2 separate regions of the Sus scrofa genome follow, and region 1 is linked to region 2. The links are chromatin contacts, called in public promoter capture Hi-C maps. All regions are on one chromosome and are shown on one strand. The core of a region is the stretch at or near the end of the contact, and the rest is flanking DNA. Distances in the headings are between cores, read along the strand shown.

Region 1 (7,037 bases), core at 631-3,130, 2.2 Mb before region 2:
ATCCTCATGGATACTAATTTGGGTTTGTATCCTGCTAAGCCACAACGGGAACTCCCATCTCCCATTAATTTTAAATTATTACACCATTCTTTCATTATTGCCACTTTTTTTCTGTCTTTTTTCCCCTTCTTCAGATTAGAACATATACGATTTACTTAAGCGTGGGATGTATAAACTTCCTAACCTGATAAGTTTATTTAATCATCCAGCAAACACTTATAGAGCATATATGCTGCAGGTGATAGACAAACACAAAAAAGAAACAGGTAAGCAAATGTTTTCAGAGTAGAAAACACCTTGGTTGTATAAAGAACACACACTTACCCCAGAATGAACTGAATTAATAATTTTAACTGTTGTGAAGAGGCCTGGAAACTAGCTAAGTGGAAAAAGTGAGAGCCCTAAATGAAGAGTAGGGTAAAGGGTACACTCTTCTCAGTGTAATTTCAGAATTAAACAGGAAGCTCACTAGTATTTCCAGGAAATTTCCAAGGACAACACTCCAATTAAGGTCTTTTATATCTCACAGGCGATCTACCGGAAAAAAGACCAGCAATGTTTTCTGGAACTAGAAAGAGCTTAATGTATATTTATCAATGTAAAGAGAATGCCTTCAGAGTACCCCTCTTTAATACATCCTGTTCTTTACTGCCAAGTGAAATCCAGGCTTCTTAATGCAGCAGTAAAGCAGTAATATATTTCAGCTTTATTTCCTACTTCACCCACAAGTTCTCATCAGTGTAGAGTTTTCTACTCATATTATCCAAAACACTTTCTACTACCATCCCTTCCTGTTTATACTGTTTCCTCTGGCTAGAAACGCCTTCTTCCCTCTATTTGAACCACTGGATTCAATACTGTGTAAGATCCTTAAAGGCCAAGAATAAATATAACTCATTTCATTTTGCCTTCTTTGGAAACTTTTCTTTTTTTGCCTAAATAACTTTGTTTTTCTTTCTGGGTATTATTCTATAGCATGGTGGATGGTGTTTTCCCTTCCCTACCTGAGTATAGGTTTCTTAAAAACCGTCTGTCTTCCACAACTGTGTAATATGTAGTGTCTTGCTCATAGCAGACACATATATGCAATGAATAAAAAGGACGAGAACTTCCTTTGCTACAGCTGTGAGGTCCTCATTTAATCCTTGCTTTTCCAGGTTACCTTAAATCTCTGATGACTTCCTAGAATAGAAGCAGAAACTGGAAATGAGACATGACGAAACGTGGAGGTGATGAGGACAAATGTCTGATCAGACTGGATTTCAGAGAGAAATAAATTTGAGGACAGTAAGTATTAAAGTTTTGCTGTGATTGGGAGCAGAGAAATGTGACAGTACCTGAAAAAGAAGTACTGAGGGAGCGTACATCCTTATAAACCGTACGGTCTCGTTCAAGATCAGCAATTTCTAGGCATAAGGTCTCAATCTCTCCCTTTCATTTTTTGCAGTCAACAAAAGGCAGGTCATATGTATCGGAGCTTATTATCAGGCACTTTGCAAACACTTTATACATTCCAGTTACTTTAATTCTCACCAGAGCCTTGTGAGGGAGGTTCTGTCAGGAGCTTCGTTTGACAGATAAGACACTGAATATAGATTAAATGATCTTCCCAAAGTCCCACAGATAAAAATTCATGGGGAATGAGGGCCAGAGACGCTTCGGTCACCTAGATACCATGAAGGAGTTACAGCTGACATGCTACAAGTTCTGCAAAATTCGCCAGGGACTCCCCGCTTCGCCCCAGGCCTTTCAAAAAAGAGCCCTAAAGGTCAGCCCCACAGGTTCCCAGACCACGGTGCTCACCTCGTTATTGAGGTTCAAAGTCCCTGGCTGACCATAGTAGCTCCGAGAGGAGGCTCGAGCTGCCCGCACGTGAACTGTATCCACTCGAACGCGGCTGCGTCGCCAACCCCTCAACGGCGGCCTCATTGGCTCAAAATTCATCCACCTTTCACTCGAGCCGACGCACGCGCAGAAGGTACGCAGACGCGGAGGGGAAGAAAGGAAGTGACGGAGAACAACTTCCTGCGCCGAGAGCTCCGCGCCTGATTTGCGCGTTCTTGCGGAAACCCCCGCAGGGGCGGGTGGCGGAGGGGGCATTTCGCAAGCTATTACCTTGTTTAGAAGTTTTTCAAGATACTGGCTTTATTACATTCGTTTGTAGACTGGGCGCAGCTTTGTAAAGACCTTGTTTTTTGTGTCCCTGTGAGAATGAACGTTTTTTGAAAGGATCACTTGAACGACCAATTTAGCTCCGAAGTTTTGTCTAGCGTTTGTGAAGATTTAGATTTAGCAATGTTTCAGTCTTACTTTATAGCTCAGGCGTAGACATTTCTTTCTGCACACTGTAAGGAGATTATTAGATAATAACGTTTAGATAATTTAGGTAAATTTAGATAATGAACGTGTAGAGCAAAACCAGGATGAACATTTGCCACTGCCTGTGAAAATGGCTGTTTAAAAGTATTACATTAGCCTGGGTGTAGAGAAAACTTGAGGGAGTGGATCTGAAGTAGGTAGCGTATTAATAGTTAACGCCCAGTAATATTGAGCGTTAAAATGGATCAAATGCTGGGACAAACTTAGCATCAATCTCCAAAATAGTCAAGAAATCCAATGAGATAGGAACTGTTATTTTACAGATGTGGAAACTGACTTAAGAAGCCAAGTGTCTTGCCCAGAGTTGCCCAGCTGAGCCGACCACTGACACAGGATTCCAAGGCCGGTTACATAATTTCTGGGGCCCAGTGAGAAAAGAAAATGCAGGACCCCCGACGTTCATAAAGTAGGAAAAAGTTTCTTCTTTTTTACATGGTGTCTTTTGACCTGTATTGTGCTTTTTATTTGGTAGTTAATGTGGTGCTCCCTCAAGAAAAGGGATGCTATGGGGCTACTGCAGATCCTCACAGGTGCCTGGGACCCCTGCTCCAGGACTCAGGGAAGGGTTCCTGTACTGCACCAAGGTGGTAGCAGTTGCTGGGCAGAGAAAGGGAAGTGGAATCCAGAGAACCTAAGTGGGAGTATGTGGCAGGAAAAGCCACACTTGACCTGAGACTAAGCTTTTGACAAATATTCCATTGTCCCACTGGATTTCACTTACAGAACTCAGATTCATGGATAAACTTATTAAGAATTTCACGACTGTGGAGAAAGAAAATTTAAGCTAGGTCCGCTTCTGAGCCTCTATCAAAGAAGACTGTCCTACTCAGAGCTTTTGCTCTTGGCTCATGAGTCTGTACTCAATTTACAGTAATTCAGTCTTATGTTTGGATTTGTGTTATTTTAGTTTAAGGTATAATGTGGGCACCGTCGGATTAACACCTGACTTCCTGTCTGACTAATGTTGCATTAAGGTAGTGTTGCCATTTATAAATCTTACACCGAATTGTAATTGTGTCCTTTTTCAGCTGTTTCCCTTCATTATAACTGAGCTCCTGGAGTATAGGAGCTCATCACCCCAAGTGGGTAATAGCATTCATATGTAAATACATAGGAAAGGATGTTTTAAAGCTAAAAGAGCTTTAAGGAAAATATGTCTTTTAATCTGGAAGAAAAATGTTAGTATGATTCCATAATGCTTCCAAAAATGTATTCTTAAAATGAAGTTCGTCTGTAGCTTTTAAAGGCTCTGTAGTATTTTCTCTTGACCACTCTTCTTGCTCTATGACATCTGGTTTCTGTAGCCACTGCAACCGCTGCAAGCTCAGCGTTTGTTTTCTACCTTTACTTAGCCTACACTCTCTCTGCTTTTGATGCTCCTCTCTACTTTCTTAAGTGTACCTTTTCAAGACCTGTTCACATTCTTTTTGTTTTTTAATTTTTTATTAAAGTATAGTTGATTTATGTTGTTGTGCCAATTTCTGCTCTACAGCAGAGTGACTCAGTCATACATATATATATTCTTTTTCTCATATTCCATCATGTCCTATCTCAAGAGACTGGGTATAATTCCCTGTGCTATACAGTAGGACTTGTTGCTTGTCCATTCTAAATGTTATATTTTGCATCTACTAACCCCAAACTCCCAATACAGCCCACTCCCTCCTACTACCCCATGGCAACCGCAAGTCTGTTCTCCATGTCTGTGAGTCTGTTTCTGTTCTGTAGGATTTTTTTGTCCAAAATATGACAATTTAAGTGAAATGAATAAATTCATGGAAACAACTTAGAATGATTGGCTTAAGAAAAAAATGGAAATTCTGAATAGTGCTACATCTATCAAATAATTGAATTTATACTTTTAAACAAAACTTCAGACAGAAGACATTACCAATTAATTCAAAGAAATATTTTAGAAGAAATTAAGTATATTTTATACAATCATTTTTTGAACGGAAGATGAGACTTCTTGGATTCATAATACTAACATAACTTTGACAGTAATCACTGAAAGTCACTTCAAGAAAAGAATTTTATAGGAAAACCTCTTCAAAAATCATAGGTACAAATATGTTTGTACAGTGTATTAGCTAACTGATTCTAGTAAGATATAAAATGGTAGAGGGAGGGAATTACAATGTTGCATTTATTTCAAGAATGCAAGGTTATTTTAACATTTGAAAAGCAATGTATTTGGTAATGTTAATATCTTTAAAACTTTTTTAAAGTATAGTTAATTTACAGTGTTCTGTCAGTTTCTGCTGTACAGTAAAGTGACCCAGTTGTGTGTGTGTGTGTATACACATATACTTACATTCTTTTTTTTTTTTTTTTTTGTCTTTTCTATGGTGCACTGGCAGCATATGGAGATTCCCAGGCTAGGGGTCTAATCGGAGCTGTAGCCACTGGCCTATGCCAGAGCCACAGCAATGCCAGATCCAAGCCACGTCTGTGACCTACACCACAGCTCAGGGCAATGCCGGATCCTTAACCCACTGAGCAAGGCCAGGGATTGAACCCACAACCTCATGGTTCCTAGTCAGATTTGTTAACCACTGAGCCATGATGGCAACTCCTATATCTATCTATCTATCTATCTATCTATCTATCTATCTATCTATCTATCTATATATATATATATTCTTTATCTCATATTATTTTCCCTCCTGTTCTACCACAAGTGATTCCCTGTGCTATACAGCAGGATCTCATTGTTTTTAATTCTAAATTTGATATTTTGTAGCTATCAAACCTAAACTCCTAGTCCATCCCACTGCCTCATTTTCCCTCTTGACAACCACAAATCTATTCGCCATGTCTGTGAATCTGTTTCTGTTCTGTAGATAGGTTCATTTGTGCCATATTTTAGATTCCACATATAAATGATATCATGTGGTGCTTGTCTTTTGCCTTCTGACCTACCTCACTTGGTATGAGAATCTCTAGTTTTATCCATGTTGTTTTGAACAGCATTACTTTATTCTTTTTATTGCCGAGTAGTGTTTCATTGTGTACATGTACCAGTTCTTCTTAATCCATTCATCTGTAGATGGACATTTAGACTGCTTCCATGACTTGGCTATTACAAATAGTGTTGTTAGGAACATACGAGTGCATGTATCTTTTTGAATTGTAATTTTGTCCAGATTAAGGAGTGGGATTGATGAATTGAATGGTAGTTGAATATTTGGTTTTCTGAGGAATCTCCATACTGTTTTCCATAGTGGTTGTACCAATTTACACTCCCACCAGCAGTGAAGGAGGGTACCCTTTTCTCCATACCCTCTCCAACATTTGTTATTTGTAGACTCATTAATGATAGTCATTCTGACCAGTGCAAGGTAGTACTTCATTGTAGTTTTGATTTTCATTTCTCCAATAATTAGTGAAATTGAGCATTTTCATGTGCCTGCTGGCCATCTGTATGTCTTCGTTGGAGAAATATCTATTTAAGTCTTGTCCCCATTTTTTCATTGGGTCGTTTGCTTTTTTGTGGTTGAGTTGTATGACTTGTTTGTATATTTTGGAGATTAAGCCCTTGTCAGCTGCATCATTTGCAGCTGTTTTCTCTCATTTTGAAGGTTGTCTTTTTGTTTTCTTTATGATTTCCTTTGCTTTGCAAATGTTATAAGTTTAGTTAGGTCCTATTGGATTATTTTTGTTTTTATTTCCTATTGCCTTGTAAGACTGATCTAAGAAAACATTTGCACAGTTAATGTCAGAGAATGTTTTGCCTATGTTCTAGGAGTTTTATGGTGTCTTATGTTTAAGTCTAAGCCATTTTGAGTTTATTTTCTGCATGGTGTGAAGATTTGTTCCAGTTTCATTGATTTACATGCAGCTGTCGAGTTTTGCCAGCACCACATGCTGAAAAGAATATCTTTTTCCCATTTTATATGCTTGCCTCCTCTGTAGAAGATTAATTGACTGTAGGTGTCTGGGAAGATGGGTTCACATTCTGTTCATCCTTTTTAAAAATAATTTTTAAACCCCCAAGTAGAAGTTAATTTTTCTTATCAGTGGTTCATTCTTATATTGTTTACAGTAGTCTACTTCAATTTGAAATTTCTAATGTGCAGTCTATTTTTTACATTATAAGCTCTCAGCAAACTTATATGTTCATTTTTAAAGTGACTAGTAGTTTTACATTGTTCCTCATGTATCATTTCTCTATTAGTCCATCTCTGTCTTTGACGCTACAGTCTGAAACATCATTTTAGTTCTTTACAGAGGTGATTCTAATAACTCTCTCACTAAACTGTACACTTTTTAAAATCAATAATAATGTATTTGTATTAATCAGGCTGCAACTTTCTCTAGAAAGCAACACTTGTCCTTTTATTCTTTAAAGACTGACCTGCTTTAGTTAAGTGCTATTAGATGTATGAAACAACCAAACTATTATCATTAAAATCAATTAGTGTGAGGCCTCTTTATGTACCACTTAGTGGAAACAAGGATTCACAGACATGTACAATGGGACTTAAGTTTTCTAAATTCAGGTTTCTTAAGACTTTCTCAAATCCTACTGTATTTGTCTATTCAGGCTACAACAAAATACCACAGATGGGGTGCCTTAAACAACAGAAATTTATTACAGTTCTGTAGGCTACACATCCAAGATGATGGTGCTGTCTATCACGGTGGTTTCTCCTGAG
Region 2 (7,130 bases), core at 2,683-5,182:
ACAACTACATTTTCCACCATTAAACATATTTGCATGGAATCTGGAAGGAAGGAATGAGGCAGAAGCCACCTTACTGTGACTTTTGGCTATTGCTGTTGTTTAAGAAGCTGATTTCTTGAAGCTTCCCAGATATTAAGTAGATACAGTAGAGGTGTCTAGATCTAGCTCCCTAATCTCTGGATGGCAGCTTCCATTCTCTAGACCCTGGGTCCAGCGACTATTTGGGCTGTGGCAGTTCCAATGGCAGCCTCAAGAGGTAGTAGCTCCACTTACAGACCAGTTTCAAATTGTTCCATGAGGAATTCCAAGAGGAACTGCTTAAAACCCAATTGTCTATATTAAATCCTTTCCTGTTTTAAATATATAGTAGTTTCTACATCCTGCTGTGAACTTTGACTGTATAATCACCACACACAGGAAATATTTAATTCATACTCAGAGATAAGAGATGTAAATTTATACATCCAAAAATGGATACACAGCTACATAAATTTTATAGGCATAAAACATTTCGGGAAGACTATATACATAAGAGAATGGCAATTAGTGGTTACCTCTTGGGTACAGAATTGTGTGACTAGCAACAAGGGGTGGAAAGCTTACTTTTGCATTGTTTAAATTGTTTAACACATACAGGTTTTTTTAATGTAACTAATACATTTAATTTAAATTAATAAATTTAATAAATAATAAATTCAGTTTAAATTAATTGATAAAAAGTAAACAAATAACAAACTGAGATGGCTAAACTATCAGGCTCTTCTAAAAACAAGCCAAAATAAAAAGTTTTCCAAAATTAAAAATCACCAAATAATTTATTTTATAGTTTAATCCACTCTGGATGAGAGGGAATCTAGCTAATAATTTAAGTCGCCTCATATTTTATCAGATCAAGGCTGAAGCACTTATTCTAAACATGAGGTTCTTATAGAAATCAAGTACTCATGATCAGAACACACACACAAAATTATAGTAACAAAGTAAAACTTATCAGATGAAAGACGCAGGGTAGGTTTCTAGTAAAGATTGATCTAGGTTAATCAGAGAATTACCACAAAACCAAGCTATACAATTTTCTCAAAAGATATGTAAGTAATCCACTTTTATCATAAAGGCCCATGCAAACTGTACAGAAATCTGTATACAAAATTAAAAGTGACATTCTCTTCCCTGTTTCTTTCTAATACTACTAGCCCATTAACAGATACCTAAGCATCCTCCCATGTTTTTATATTTGTATTTACATAAACATTATTTAAATACTTTATGTGTCAGTCTGTCTCCCTAACTAAACTAGAAGGTCCTTAAAAGTTAAGGTTATGTCATTCTTTTGCATTTCCCACAATGCCCAGTACAGTTTTACAGCCAAAATGAACAAAAAGTTAAATCCAAGAGCCTCTATTTTATCTTAATCCTCTTTTAGGTCCTATCTTAACTTCCTCTCACATCCAAATTCATTGTCAATCATCCTCTCTCTCCAATTTCCCTTTTGGCCTTTTAGCACTGTCAAATCTCAGCTGATTCTTTTCTCAAGCTGTTTGTTCAGTGCTCTCGCAGTGGACTTCTCTCTCCTTCAACTTAACAGAGCCTCAGAGACTAGCTCCCTGGACTACTTCATTTTCTAGCTTTACCAGAAGTCAAAGGACCTCAAAGCCTCTCCCGACTTTAGAATCTGCAACTACTCACACACTTCTCAAAATCTCCAGACCTACAAGCTGCTATTTTATAACCATCTCCAATTCATAATGGCCAGACTTCCTTCTTCCATTGCCCAACTCCACCACTCTCACCCAGTTACTTCCCCAGCAACGCTACAGTCAGCTAACAAATCAAATTCCCAATATACCACCAATTAGGGCAAAATTGTTTTCGTGAAGCCTAGACCATTCTTAACTCCTTATGGGTCTTCCATTAAACTATTCAAAATTACAAGCTAAACAACAGCACCTGAATACTGCAAAGATATTTCTGTTCATCTCTAAAATAAGAGTGGTTTGGAGGTGGACTACTTCCCAGACTCAGACCCAGGACAAGCAGGCAGGGAGGCTCTCATGGACATTCTCCTGGGATGTTCAGCAATGCCTCAGTTCTAGGTAGGTATTCTCAAATCACAACTGTAAGACCTCAAGGACAACAGCCTTTGTCCTGAATTAGATTGGAATTAGATCTCAATCTCTCATAAATGATGGCCTAGTGTGGACCTTACAACAGTCTCAAATTTACCACAAAATTATATTCCACCCTCAGATAGTATTCAAGTCTAATGGCCAGTAATTGTACCATAATCCAGGCTCTTTAAAATACAAATCTGTTTATGAACAGGAGATGCTAAATTCATAACTGTCAAGCCACAACTCATTAATACTTCACAAAATCAATTTAGTGGACTGCAATCTGTATTTCTCAATGAAAGAAGCAGAAAAGTTCAAAGTGCACTGCATTTACTATGCACCACGTCATGAATTTCTTTCAAATATAGATGGCGGGGTGTGCACACACACACCAGGTCTTGGTGTAAAATGTATTTCATAGTGTGGATCACTCACTGTCAAAAGAGATTTAAAACAGGAGACACATTCCTTATTTCCATTCCGTCAAAGTGTAAACAAAATGTTTTTCCAAAACGGATCATTTTAGAATGAATGATCATTTTAGAATGAAGTATTTAGCTACAGGTACAAAATACTTGGCTACCAACTAATACTAAAGACATTTTTCTGAACAGAAGCATAAGAATTTACTTTATTAATGGAGATGTGAAGGTACAAATGAATTAACTGACAGAATTCCATTGTTTGTGATTTTTAACATACAATTCAAATTAATTCTTCATTAAATCCATAAGGCACTACCAGTGGGGGATCAATTAAGACCAAGATCCCTGCACTTGGAGGTCGGAGAGGTCGTGTATTGGTGGTAAAAATAGAAAACCTCAACGCAAAGCATTCGCGTGGGTATGACTGGTTTGTTTTAATTCTGTCCTTTAAAAATAGGGTTATTTCTCATAACAAATCACCATTTTGCTTCGGAAGTACAGGAAGATCTGGCCCATGTCAAAAAGGCCTCTGCTCCTCAGCTCCTGCTGTCCCCATGACACTCTCAATTACGTCCTTTATCAGGCACTGAGTTCACAACCCACGCCAAGACTCCAGTGGACTAGTCAATATGGTGCTTGGCTTGATATACATACAAAGTCCAACCAGGAGGAATCCAATCAGATTTTTTTTTTTTTCTTTTTAAGGAAGGCCCTCTAAAGAACTTAAAATCATCCAACAAAGGGAAGGATGAGTGACTTTTTAAAAGCAAGGGACTGACATATCTGCTACACCGGGGGTGACTGCAGCTCCCAGACGGCTTTTCCACCACATTTAAAAGACTTAAAGCGGCCTAGATAGTCTACTGGCAGGAAGAGTCCCAATGGATACTCACGGATGAGCTCCTGAAAGACCTTTCACCTAGTTCTGCAACCCGCAGCCCAACGAAGCCTCTCTCCTCAGGCAAGATCCTAAACCCTGAGAAGTCCACACGGGTGGGGGCTGCACCAGGAGTTTCTGGCTCTCCACTCAAGACTGGCCAGCCCCACCTCCCCCGCCTCAGCAGATTCGGCGTCGGGAGGACAGTCGTTGTCCGTCCTCCCACCACCCCCAGGGGATCCAGCCGCTCACTCCGCTAGCTGCCCCGCCACCGCTGTCCGCAGTCCCGACGCTGAGACCGCAGCCACCGCTGCGAGAGCAGCGGGACCGAAAAGGAGTGCTCCGGGATAGGAGCGACCCGGACGTCAGCCTTCCAACCTTTGCATGCCTACCTCCCCCGGCACCGGTGACCAGCACCACACGCCCGTAGAAGTTCAACATCGAGGCCATAAGTCCGGCCTGCAGAAGAACCAGCACAGCTCACACTGCCGGACAGGGAAAACCTGAGGCGAGGAGGAGCGGCGCCGAAGGCATTAACCGGCCAGTTTCTGGGTAAGAGAGTGACGTAGTATTTTTCCAAGTGCGCCTGCGCGGCCAATCCCTTGGAACTCTGGGAAATGTAGTCCACCGTGCCTCCAGGCGCTGCTGGACCCTGCCCAGGAGGCTTGGGTTGAAAGGGCTAGTTCTGCTGCGGAAGTAAAGGGAGCTGATGGGACCTTTGTGGTAAAATGGCTGACTGGGCCGACCTTGTATTTATCCATTCACCCGTCCCTTTGTCATTCACTCAACAAGCGTTTTCTGGATCTTGGCGAGGATGCAGCCCCTATCCTTAAGTAGCTTTCAAAAATAGCTCCTGAGAAGTAGAGGTACTCTGACCAATGGGTAAAAGATTTCTCAGAATGGACCTCTGGGAACTGTCAAAAATGCAAAGTACTGAGCCCCCACGCTGACATCCCAAATGGAATTGATTGACTCTACCGGTCCTGGAGTCTGAGACTGGCCAAGACCGCTTGTTTCTGCCAGGAAGGTTTTCTTTTTCCACTTGGCTTCACACAGCCAATAATGAAATCGATGTTGAAACTGGAACAGCACGAGCTTTATTTAATCACCAAAGAATGGAGAAGCGGAAACTTAGGTCACAAATCAATTTCTAAACCCAATTCAGATGGAGACACCACACATGTAGGACGATGGAGATAAAAGGGAGGTAATTAGGAAAAGTGGGAGGAATACTCAGTCATGACTTAACCAAGAACATCGATGTACTTCGGATCCAGAACTGAAAGAACACTCCTCCGTAGTCTTCGTAGTCTTCGTATGGGCCTTTCCCATTGTTGCTGTGGTAATTGTCAAGGGACAAAGCACTGGTAGGTGTCATTTAGTGTGCTAATCTATTGCAATGAATGTATAATGAGGCTAAAAGTCTACTGGAAGTCAAATGTTCTCTGGCACCTGGTTTGTTCTAACCTGTACTTGTTTTTCTCTTTGCAGCTTCCTCCTGAAACTTAGACTAGAGCAACTGGTTTCCATTCAAGGAAGGGGAAGGGGTATGATTCTGGGGCAATAGTCTTGGCCACAAAATATCAAGGGACAAAAAAAAAAAAAAAAAATGTCCAGGGGTGATTCTAAATAACTTTTGCTTTTGGGGGTTGAATATAGTCATATTATTAAGCACCTAGGGGTAGTAAGCACAAGTTTACAGATGAAAAATAAGGTGTCCCTGAGCTATTCAAAATTAGGTGGTATAACTTTACCTACAGTACAGCATGCTAAGACTTGTGCCGAAATAAACAAACCCTTTCCCTTCCGGTGAGAAAAGGGGAAAACTTTCCAAAGGAGATGACAGACTTAAGAAGTGTGCTTTGCAAATAGAGGATATTATAGGTAATAGAAGTAGAAGTACTAGCTTGACAGAGGTGGAGGTAAGTTCACGAAAGTAAGCAGAATCAGTCAGATCACATTTAGGTGTTTAAATTTTGAGCTTAAAACATGTTAAGCAAGATTACTCCAGAGAAATGTTTACATCATGAAAAGGTCATTTTGCCCCACTACTGAGAATTGACTGGAGGTGAACAGAGAGAACAGATAGACACCTATTGGAGAAAACTGTAGAGACCAAAAGTAATGCAGAGGAAATATGGAAGGAGGGGGCAGTAATACAGAGGTATATTTGGAAATGGAGTTAATAGGTCTTTTTTTTTTTTTTTTTTTTTGGCTTTTTGTCTTTTTTTGTTGTTGTTGTTGTTGCTATTTCTTGGGCCGCTCCCGCGGCGTATGGAGGTTCCCAGGCTAGGGGTTGAATCGGAGCTGGAGCCACCGGCCTACGCCAGAGCCACAGCAACGCGGGATCCGAGCCGAGTTTGCAACCTACACCACAGCTCACGGCAACGCCGGATCGTCAACCCACTGAGCAAGGGCAGGGACCGAACCCGCAACCCCATGGTTACTAGTCGGATTCGTCAATCACTGCGCCACGAAGGGAACTCCTAATAGGTCTTTTTGATTAATTGGACATGGATGTGAGACAAGAACGACTGGAATAACCTCCATACTTCCAGCTTGAGTATCTAGGGTAGGGTGGGCCATTCATCAAAATAAGGAATAGTGGTAGACGATCAGCTTTTGGAGGGAATTTTGCTCTGGGCCAATTGTCTATGGGAAGAGAAGCAAGGCAATGGCTGGAGAAGTCCAGCAGACAGTTAAGGTTCTAGAGCTCTGAGAGTTTAGTCTCACCTCTCAGGCGCAGCAAGAACGATCTCTGAGTAACTCAAGGCCAAACCTCCAGGAGTAGTCATGTCACTGAAAGCTCTCCCCTATACCAGTGCCTTGCTCTCTTAGCCATTTGTCCACACCTGCCTTTTAACTTCTGACCCCAGAACTCTTGTGCTCACCGAAACCCAGGAAAGCTAGCCTCAGCGGTGCTCAAATACAAGAAAGCTCCTGCAGTAAGAAAGGTCACTTGACCCTGCCCCACCCTGGTGCCACCTCCAACCAATGGGGTTGGCTGGGGTGTAGCCCCTGCCACTCTGCTCATGCTCTCCACTAAGGCCCATGGGACTGTGAGGCTACCCTAGCCTTAGGTCAATAGCAAATTTCTTCACTTATTGGGCACAAGGAAGTCCTCAGGCTTTTGGAATATAGACACAGGTGAAGATGTGAAATTGAGCCTTGGGCATGGCCATTAAGTGTAGGATAGTGTGATAACTCAGTAAACTGCAGTCTCCACTCCACACCCAACACATAATGAAAGTTCGAAGGCTAAGAGTTGAATTGGAGCTACAGCTGCCGGCATAGCCACAGCCACTCTGGATGCAAGACATGGCTGCGATCTGCACCACAGCTCATGGCATTGTTGGATCCTTAACCCACTAAGCGAGACCAGGGATTGAACCCGTGTCCTCATGGATACTAGTCAGATTCTTAATCTGCTGAGCCATAACAGGAGCTCCCCGCTGATTCTTGAGAAGACTGTAGCTACAGCAACTGAGAACCAAACTTCCTCAAACTAAACCCTATGAGGAGGACCCACTCCTCCAAGTTTCACCTGGTGCAAGTGCTCAGATCTCCATGTGTGGTAGATGTTTCAATCTTCTGTTGTAGTCTTTCTTGTTTAATCCAATAACCCCGTTCTTTGTGTGTTTTGTTTTGTTTTTTAAAGGGTGGGGAAGAGTCTATGTGCATTATTTCTACTTTCTAGAAATGTAAGTGCAAAAGCAA

The links. Promoter capture Hi-C pulls out the DNA fragments that hold promoters and counts their contacts.
Region 1: a promoter capture Hi-C map of liver shows a contact between it and region 2, with 4 times the contacts expected there. The contact joins the promoter of SRFBP1 here to the promoter of HSD17B4 in region 2. A contact is called at or near these places in 2 of 5 promoter capture datasets (fetal skeletal muscle and liver) and 1 of 47 Hi-C or Micro-C datasets (embryonic fibroblasts).

Annotation. Positions count from the first base shown.
Region 1 is chr2:125,502,690-125,509,726 of Sscrofa11.1, reverse strand. It overlaps SRFBP1 (serum response factor binding protein 1), which reads right to left and starts at 1,880. Exons shown (of 10, transcript NM_001244566.1): 1 at 1,835-1,880; 2 at 1,804-1,832. The coding sequence starts at 1,838. It overlaps LOC102160311 (a long non-coding RNA gene), which reads left to right and starts at 2,008. Exons shown (of 5, transcript XR_002341867.1): 1 at 2,008-2,785.
Region 2 is chr2:123,310,285-123,317,414 of Sscrofa11.1, reverse strand. HSD17B4 (hydroxysteroid 17-beta dehydrogenase 4) reads right to left here and starts at 3,932. Exons shown (of 24, transcript NM_214306.1): 1 at 3,806-3,932. The coding sequence starts at 3,863.